2 separate regions of the Mus musculus genome follow, and region 2 is linked to region 1. A link is a contact called in public promoter capture Hi-C data. All regions are on one chromosome and are shown on one strand. Each heading gives the region's core, a stretch centred on a gene start, on an enhancer-like site or on the middle of the called end of the contact. The rest is flanking DNA. Distances are from core to core; before and after follow the strand shown. Region 1 overlaps Clmp (CXADR-like membrane protein). Region 2 holds the start of Jhy (junctional cadherin complex regulator).

Evidence for each region. Promoter capture Hi-C pulls out the DNA fragments that hold promoters and counts their contacts.
Region 2: a promoter capture Hi-C map of trophoblast stem cells shows a contact between it and region 1, with 2.5 times the contacts expected there. The contact joins the promoter of Jhy here to the enhancer-like site in region 1. A contact is called at or near these places in 2 of 39 promoter capture datasets (the C10 cell line and trophoblast stem cells).

What each region holds. Positions count from the first base shown.
Region 1 is chr9:40,728,620-40,732,615 of GRCm38.p6, forward strand. The region is part of intron 1 of Clmp (CXADR-like membrane protein); the gene reads left to right. Among named protein-coding and RNA genes, the nearest start is that of Clmp, 45 kb to the left of the region's middle. RefSeq lists an enhancer at 1,158-3,788. Within about 2 kb of position 2,337, at least 194 of the 459 cell types and tissues checked have an H3K27ac peak or open chromatin away from gene starts, as enhancers often do. A contact at or near this core is called in trophoblast stem cells, where this site is marked.
Region 2 is chr9:40,960,809-40,964,438 of GRCm38.p6, forward strand. It overlaps Jhy (junctional cadherin complex regulator), which reads right to left and starts at 2,226. Exons shown (of 9, transcript NM_001357360.1): 1 at 1,398-2,226; 2 at 75-404. The coding sequence starts at 403.

The DNA of each region.
Region 1 (3,996 bases), core at 1,087-3,586:
CTCAGGCTTTGAAGACTTGGCCAGTTCTGTTGCAAATACTCAGCCTGACTGAGTAAAAGCCGCCGAAGACCATAATGCATTTAAATTTCATATAATTTCTCAAGTTCAAAGCAGGTCAGATGAATCTATACTAATGAAAGTTGGAATGTTGATTTGGAAGATGACTAAAACCAAGCATAGGGAGGATTTCTGGACCCGGGGATGTTATGTATCTTGATATTTTTACATAATATAGACCTGTGTAGAGAAATATGAGTGGATCTCACGCCATTTTCATGCGCCAGGAAACACTTTGATCCTCAGTCTCCCAAATGCAAAGGGCTGAGCACATTTGCTTAGAGTGTGCAAGGACTTAGGCTGAGCCCAGCACTGTGTGTGTGTGTGTGTGTGTGTGTGTGTGTGTGTGTGTGTGTGTGTGTGTGTGTGAGAGAGAGAGAGAGAGAGAGAGAGAGAGAGAGAGAGAGAGAGAGAGAGCATTCTCAGCACCAGGTCATACAAAGTGTGCGGAGGGCTGGTGGAAAGAGCTGTTGCTGTTTTGGCCCAGTAGGGCTCCCTAGCTCATCCCTCTATCATACCTGCCCCTCCTTCTCATGATACATGAGAAACTCAATCACAGAGTAAAAAGTAAGTCTTTGTTATAGTCTAGGAAAAGTATTTAAATCTATCAAGAACTGGAGCTAGAGAAAGGGCTCTGTGGTTAGAAGCATTCGCTGCTCCTGCCGTGGACCCAGGTTCAGTTCCCAGCACCCACACGGTGGCCCATGAGCATCTGTAACTGCAGATGCAGGGCATCTGAGCCCTCTTCTGACTTCCAAGAGCACTACGCAATCGACTGTGTGCATGCACTCGGGCACTTGGGCAAAAGAAAAGTTAATACATCTTTTAAAATTTACTACTGATTGTAATGACTTACAAACACGCACATACGAATACCCATTTAGTTAAATGTATAGGCTCATCTTCCCCTGTGTGCATACGCTGGTACTTGTGACCACACAGGGGAAACTATTTATAAAATTAATAACAGTTATGAGCTGGAAAGTTGGCTCAGTGGTTAAGAGCCCTACTTGTCACATAGGACCACCTCCTCGGGTACCAAGTACAAATATGTTGAGCACTTGTACACATAAAATACTAAAAGTAAATCTAAAAAATATTTTGTTGCTGGTGGTGGTACATGCCTTTAACCCCAGCACTCAGGAGACATAGACAGGCTGCTCTCTGAGTTCAAGTCCAGTCTGTTCTACAAAATGAGTTCTGGGACAACCAGGGCTATACAGAGAAACCATGTCTCAAAGAACAAAAACAACAAGAACAAAAATAATAATTATTTGAGAGGGTTGAAGGGCCTGGGTCAAGGAAGACATTAGTGTTTAGTAGTAGTAATAATAATAATAATAATAATAATAATAATAATAATAAGGCTGGAGAGATGGCTCAGCGGTTGAGAGCACTGACTGCTCTTCCGAAGGTCCTGAGTTCACATCCTAGCAACCACATGGTGGGTCACAACCATCTTTAATGAGATCTGATGTCCTCTTCTGGTGTGTCTGAAGACAGCTACAGTGTACTTACATATAGTAAATAAATAAATAAATCTAAATAATAATAATAGCAATAACAACAACAATAGAGAGCCAGGCGTGGTGGCGCACGGGAGGCAGAGGCAGGCGGATTTCTGAGTTCGAGGCCAGCCTGGTCTACAAAGTGAGTTCCAGGACAGCCAGGGCTACACAGAGAAACCCTGTCTCGAAAACAAAAACAAAAACAAAAAACCCCAACAACAATAGAGTATGTGAAACCTTCAAAAAGGCTTATAAGTGTCAATAGTACTTTGGGGTGCCTGTGTGCGCGCGCGTGTGCGTGTGCACGTGCGTAGTGGCTATCCTTGTTAAATTGACGTCACACCCACAAATACGACTCATCCCTTTTGCTGTGTCCTGGGAGGGTAATTAGGGCCTTTTTCACAACTGAGAAACCAAGAAGTTGTCTGATGCTGTCCAGTACATTTGGAAGCAGAGACCCCAGGCCTCGGGGTTTCTAATTATTTTGTTATTGGGGGAAGTGCTCCTCCCAGGATGCTTGTGGTCTAGTGCTCTCAGTCGCTCTAGCTGGAAACCCAAGGGACTAAAGAAACGCTAGAGGCTACAGCAGCAGCGGCCGCCGCCGGTCCCTGGTGTCTGCCCCCAGCTGTCGCAGACCTCCCGCACATGTGGTTTCAATCACCCAGCCTGGCGCCTTCCGCCAGCGCAGAAGCCCTGCAGCTCCGAGAGTTCTGCGACTCTTTGTTTAGGGAGGAGCCCAGCCCAGCCCGGGTGGCCACCCTCGGGAGTGGCTCTGATCTTTGCCTTGCAGATCTATAAAACTGCGGCCATGGCAGGGCAGCTCCGGGAGGGAGGCTGCAGGCTGCAGGAGGCACGGGAATTCGGGCTGCTGCAATTTGAGTCTCCAGGGATAGGAAGGCCCGCGCCCTCTCTGCAGATTCTTGCCAAATCAAACACCCAGCAGATGACCGGAGCGGGACCCTGGAGAGACCGCTGGTTCTTAGCAGATGGCCATCTCCCCAGCCTGTCTCTTACTCGGAATCTTTCCCGGTTCCTTCTTCTGTGTGGGGCACAATTTTGTGAGCTACAGAAATTGAGCTTTCTAATTTGATTTTCTAGAGAAGGATTTGAATAGAAACGCACATGGGACTCAGGAAGGTGGGCACAGACGGTTGACTTACTTGGTTTGGAAGGAGGACAAACCCTGACAGTCTAATTTAGCAGCCTGTCACGCTGGGAGCCAAAAGACGTTCTCCAGCCCGTAAGCCCAGTTCTTTTTACTGTAAGTTACTAAAAGAACCCTTTGGGTTTCACGTTGCACTCGGTATTTCTTGAACGCGGTATCCTGGGCTGCAGCCATGAAATGTTACACTGGAGGTAGAAATTTACTGCAGACTTCTTCCACAACCCCATACCTGGTCTGCATTCCTGAAATATCTGTTGCCAGGGAAACGGCGATCTCCCTTTGCGTTCTTAGTCTCATTAATAAAAGAATTTTAAAACGGACTCAGAAGGAAGCTCTAGAACAATTTTATTATTAAAGTTTGACAGAAAAACAACATGGCAAGTAAGCTGAAAGGGAACAGGGGAATAGCGGGGAAACTAGGAGTGGAAGTCAGAAAGTAAGAAAGCCCGGGTGTCAGGGAAAGCCTGTTCAGGATTTGGGCTGCTATGAAGGGAGGGGCTAAGGAAAGGGGAATCCATGTTTAAAGGAGGAGCCAGGGTTCTGAGCTCTCTGGGACATTCATTGCAGGTCTTTAGCCTTGACCACAACATCTATAGTAAACAGGCTTTATAAAACAGAGTTGGCGGTTTTTACAGGCATAACTTAATTTTTTTTTAAAGTTCATTTTATTTTTTAATTGTGTGTGTGTGTGTGTGTGTGAGTGTGTGTGTGTGAGTGTGTGTGTGTGTGTGTGTGTGTGTGTGTGTTTGCGCGCACATACGCATAGGAGTACAGACACCCACAAAGACCAAGAGAGGCCATTGGGGCCCTGAAGATGTAGTTACAAGTGATTGTGAGCTACCCAAGGTAGGTGCTGGGAACTAACCTTGAATCTTACTCACTCTTCCCTTCCCTAGACATAACTTATTTTTTAGAATATCTATATAAACAACGCAAAGATGTTTGATCATCTCCCCAGGTATTTTATTGTTATTGAGATAATTCAGAAACAGAAAATTTCAGAGGATCAAAAACAGCTCGTTGTTTAATGTGACCCTCAGATACACTGCAGCTGGTCTCCACGACACCAAACCCTCCCTCCCTCCCTCCCTGTGTGGCATCTGTCACAGTGCTAACAGCTCATATGCTAGCTTTACAGACTCAGACTTAAAGCCCCCCTGCTTTAAACCCCCATTGGCTCCTCTTGGCCTGTGTACCAAGAATGACCTAATCCCCTCAGTATGTTATTGCAAAAGAAAAAAAAAACTATTCATAATACTTGCTGGA
Region 2 (3,630 bases), core at 976-3,475, 230 kb after region 1:
CAGTGATCATTAAGACATCCATCCTTTCTCACCTAGCAAGGTACCAGGGATTATTTCACAAGCCAGCTCCTTACCTGTGATTCACACCAGCATCATGAGCACTTAGGTCTTCCCTGTTAGTGTTGTGGGCTGCTTTTCTGTTCACTGCCTCTTCTGTCTCACTTGGGCTGTCCTCCTCCAAGCTGTCAGGCTCCATATCTTTGTCCTGGATTTGGTCCTTAATATCAGACCAGGACTTAGCCTCTTGAGGGAGGCTTTCTGAATCCGATTCTAAGGAGTCTTTTGAAATCAGGTTTAAGAAGTCTTCTTTCTTAAAGGGTCTGCCCGAAGGCGGGATCCTCAAGTTGGTGTGATGGACGGGAGACTGGCTAGAGAGCTTGGGAACGGGTTTATATTTATTCATCCTGAAAAATAGAAACATGAACAGGAACACTCTTGTTAATAGAAGCAGTTAGCTGATATTTATAATTGTGGCTCTCCAAAGCATTGCTTAAAAAATTTATGTTACTCTGCTGCTACTGAAATCATAATGGCGATGTTTATCAAAAATGTCAATGAGCAAGAGAACCTTGTTATATTATCTGCAGGCTTTTGAATGCACCCTTTTGAGTGTATGAGCAAGGAAGGCCTATTGGAAAAATGATTGTTTTTCTCTCTGTAGAAACACATCTGATTTAGGGCTCATAAGCAGCCTGAGCAATCGAATGAGGTTTTATTGAGGAAATCAAATGGCTGCTTGAAAGCCGATTCTCTTTCCAGCTTCTAAGGGCTTCTTACAAACAAGCCGGAACAAAGCCAAACAGTTAATTGTGAGCAGTGCTTTTTGGTGGCTTTATTTCAAATGCTCAGGGCAAGTGTGTGTGTGTGTGTGTGTGTGTGTGTGTGTGTGTGTGTGTGTGTACACATCTTGTTCAGCAGCAGCCACAGATGCACTCAGACAGGTTCATGGCTTACCATTTACAAAGTAAAGGAGAGAAAAGCATGGCTTCCCCACCGTCACTGTAATATACAGACTGTTTCTTTCCCAGACGGATATAAGCAGGCTCCAGCATTTAGAAAAGGCTTTTGCTATCCAGGATGCTGCTAGAGAGGAGTGTACAACCAGGTGGCCATTATATGGAGATCAACCTCAGCTCAGGGTTAAACGACAACCATGTGACAATAACGGTTTAAAATGTTCAGGAAACAAGGTTGGTGAATGCTGGTAAGCTAAGCACTTCAGAGGGGGAAGGAGGAAGACCAGGCATTGGAGGGAGGCCAGTTTGGGCTGCATGAGACCCTATCTAAAACAAACAAACAAACAAACAAACAAACAAACAAACAACTGAAACTGTTTAACAAAAGGTCTGTGAATCCTGTCTCAGAGCGACTCAAAGCAGAGGCTGGCTGTCACCTACCTGGAATAGGTGCTACTCTTGAGTAGGGGAGGCTGGTCTGCATTTCAGCTAGGAGTCGAGGTGTCCCTTGTTAAGTATGTAGGAGTGTGATTCCAAGGGAACTCTCAGGGTCGCCAAAGGCTCCTCTAGTGACCCATGAGATGGTTTACAGAACAAGTGCTCTGAATCAGCACAGGACTGGAAGGTGATTGCCTTCCACTGCTACCCAGGGTTTCTCTTTTGGTTTATTTTCTCTCTCACTGCCTTTATGCTGTAGTGTGTGTGTGTGTGTGTGTGTGTGTGTGTGTGTGTGTGTGTGTCACTGCCTTTATGCAGTAGTGTGTGTGTGTGTGTGTGTATGTGTGTGTGTGTGAGAGAGAGAGCTTTACCACTGGAGGCTACGCTCAAATTTGTTTTGACTGGCTGGCTCATGTTCTTTTGACAAATCCAGTTTTTAATTAAAAATACCTTGACCTGATTCCTGTTCCTTGAATTATTATTATATTGACCTTGTTGCTAGGGTTTCCAAGGACACAGTCTGCTCCTTGGATGAAAGCACCTTTACAAACATGACAGACAAAAGGTAGCGCTCATACTTAAACAAACATGAGCCAGTCTCTGCTGAACTCCAAGCTCCCTTAGTAGACCAATATATCATTGCCTAATTTTCAGTTAGTTTGCCTGCAATCAGTCTCTGCTTTAGTATACACATTGTGCTCTGCCACATTTTAATACCAATTTCCTTTTGCAGGATGATTTTTAGAGAGCAGCAAGCATGAAAACATTTTAAATCTAAATCTCTATAAACACCAGCTTTGTTATTTAAAAGCTCACTGTACTTGGAGTCTTGAAAAATAAGCTGAAAAAAAAAAACCCTGAAAAAACAGGGAATGTGATGTAGCTCACTGCTAGCACATTTATGATGAATGGGGTTTAATCTACAACTCCAGCAAAGCGGGGGTGGGGGAGGTAGGGATGGGGTAGGGGGTGATGTTGGGGAGGGAATCTCAGTTCATTTAGAACTGTTTTTCATCAATAATTAAAATCATTCATTTTGTCTTTTCTTAAATGAGAACCCAGGATTTCTTCGTAGTAATAAAGTAGTGATAATAATGTAGTTGTTGTTGAGAGAGTAGAAGAATTTGTGAAGAATGTGAAAGAACAGAGCGAAATATTCCCCCAAATTGGGTTTTCTGTGGCGGCCTGACCTTAAGGGGGTTAGGGGGAGGAAGAGAGTTATAGAAAAAGAGCTGATCACTCGAATAAATTTAGTTAAGTGGGCTATATTTCACGAGTAACTAACTCGCTAGTGATGCTCCGTACCAAAAGAAAAAAAAAAAAAAAAAAAAAAAAAAAGAAAGAAAGAAAGCAACGGTTGGGCCTTAGCGATTCCTGACCAATCCACTTCTTAGTAAACAAGGAAGGCATGGGGCAAGTCCTCTAGGGACTAAGAAACCACCAATTCTGGATCCTGCTAAGGTCTTCTGTCTCTGCCACTGGTTGGGGTCAAATCCTCTAGGGCAGGGAACAAGGAGGCCCATTTAGGATGAACAGTGGATCCAAAGTTGCCCTTTTTGGAACAGGTGGGGTGCTGCCCCATGGGGATCGCAGGGTTTTCGCCCGTTGTCTCTTTCTAAGGGTCAGGAAAGCTGCAGGGGGCGTTTGAAGGTCCACAGGTGGTGGGTTGGAGACCGGGACAAGGGGCTGGGGACAGGGCTGCTCAGCCTGGGGGGTCGCAGCCCTGTCTGGGCGCGGTCCTTCCTCCCAGACCACAGACTGTGCCGGCTCCCTCGCGCCCACCCCTGAGTTCTCCGTACAGCCCGCCCGCGCGGCCCCTTCCCACCCGCCGGGAACCGCCCGTCACCTGCCGGCACCGCTGGGCAGCCGCGCCCCTGGCCCCGCAACCTCCGCAGCCCCGGCTCCCCCGGCGGCTCCCGCCCCGCCCGCCGCTGCCTGGAGACGGTGGCCAACACCGCTCGCTCGCTCGGGGCCGCGGGCCCAGCGCTCCTCAGCTCAGCGGCGGCGCGGGAGACCCCGGCTCGGCTCGGGATGCTCAGGTCTAGCCAACCCAACTCTGCGGAGGAGGAAAAACAGGGAGAGAGCCCAGCATCGGTGATGCTGCTGGGGTAGGAGAAAGGAGCCAGTTAGTGAATGGAAGGGAGGCAAAAAGAGACAAGGAGAGGACGGAGGGAAGAAAACAAGTGGCCAATAAGCATTTGCCCTTTATTGGAAAGGAACTTAATTCGTTAATAAT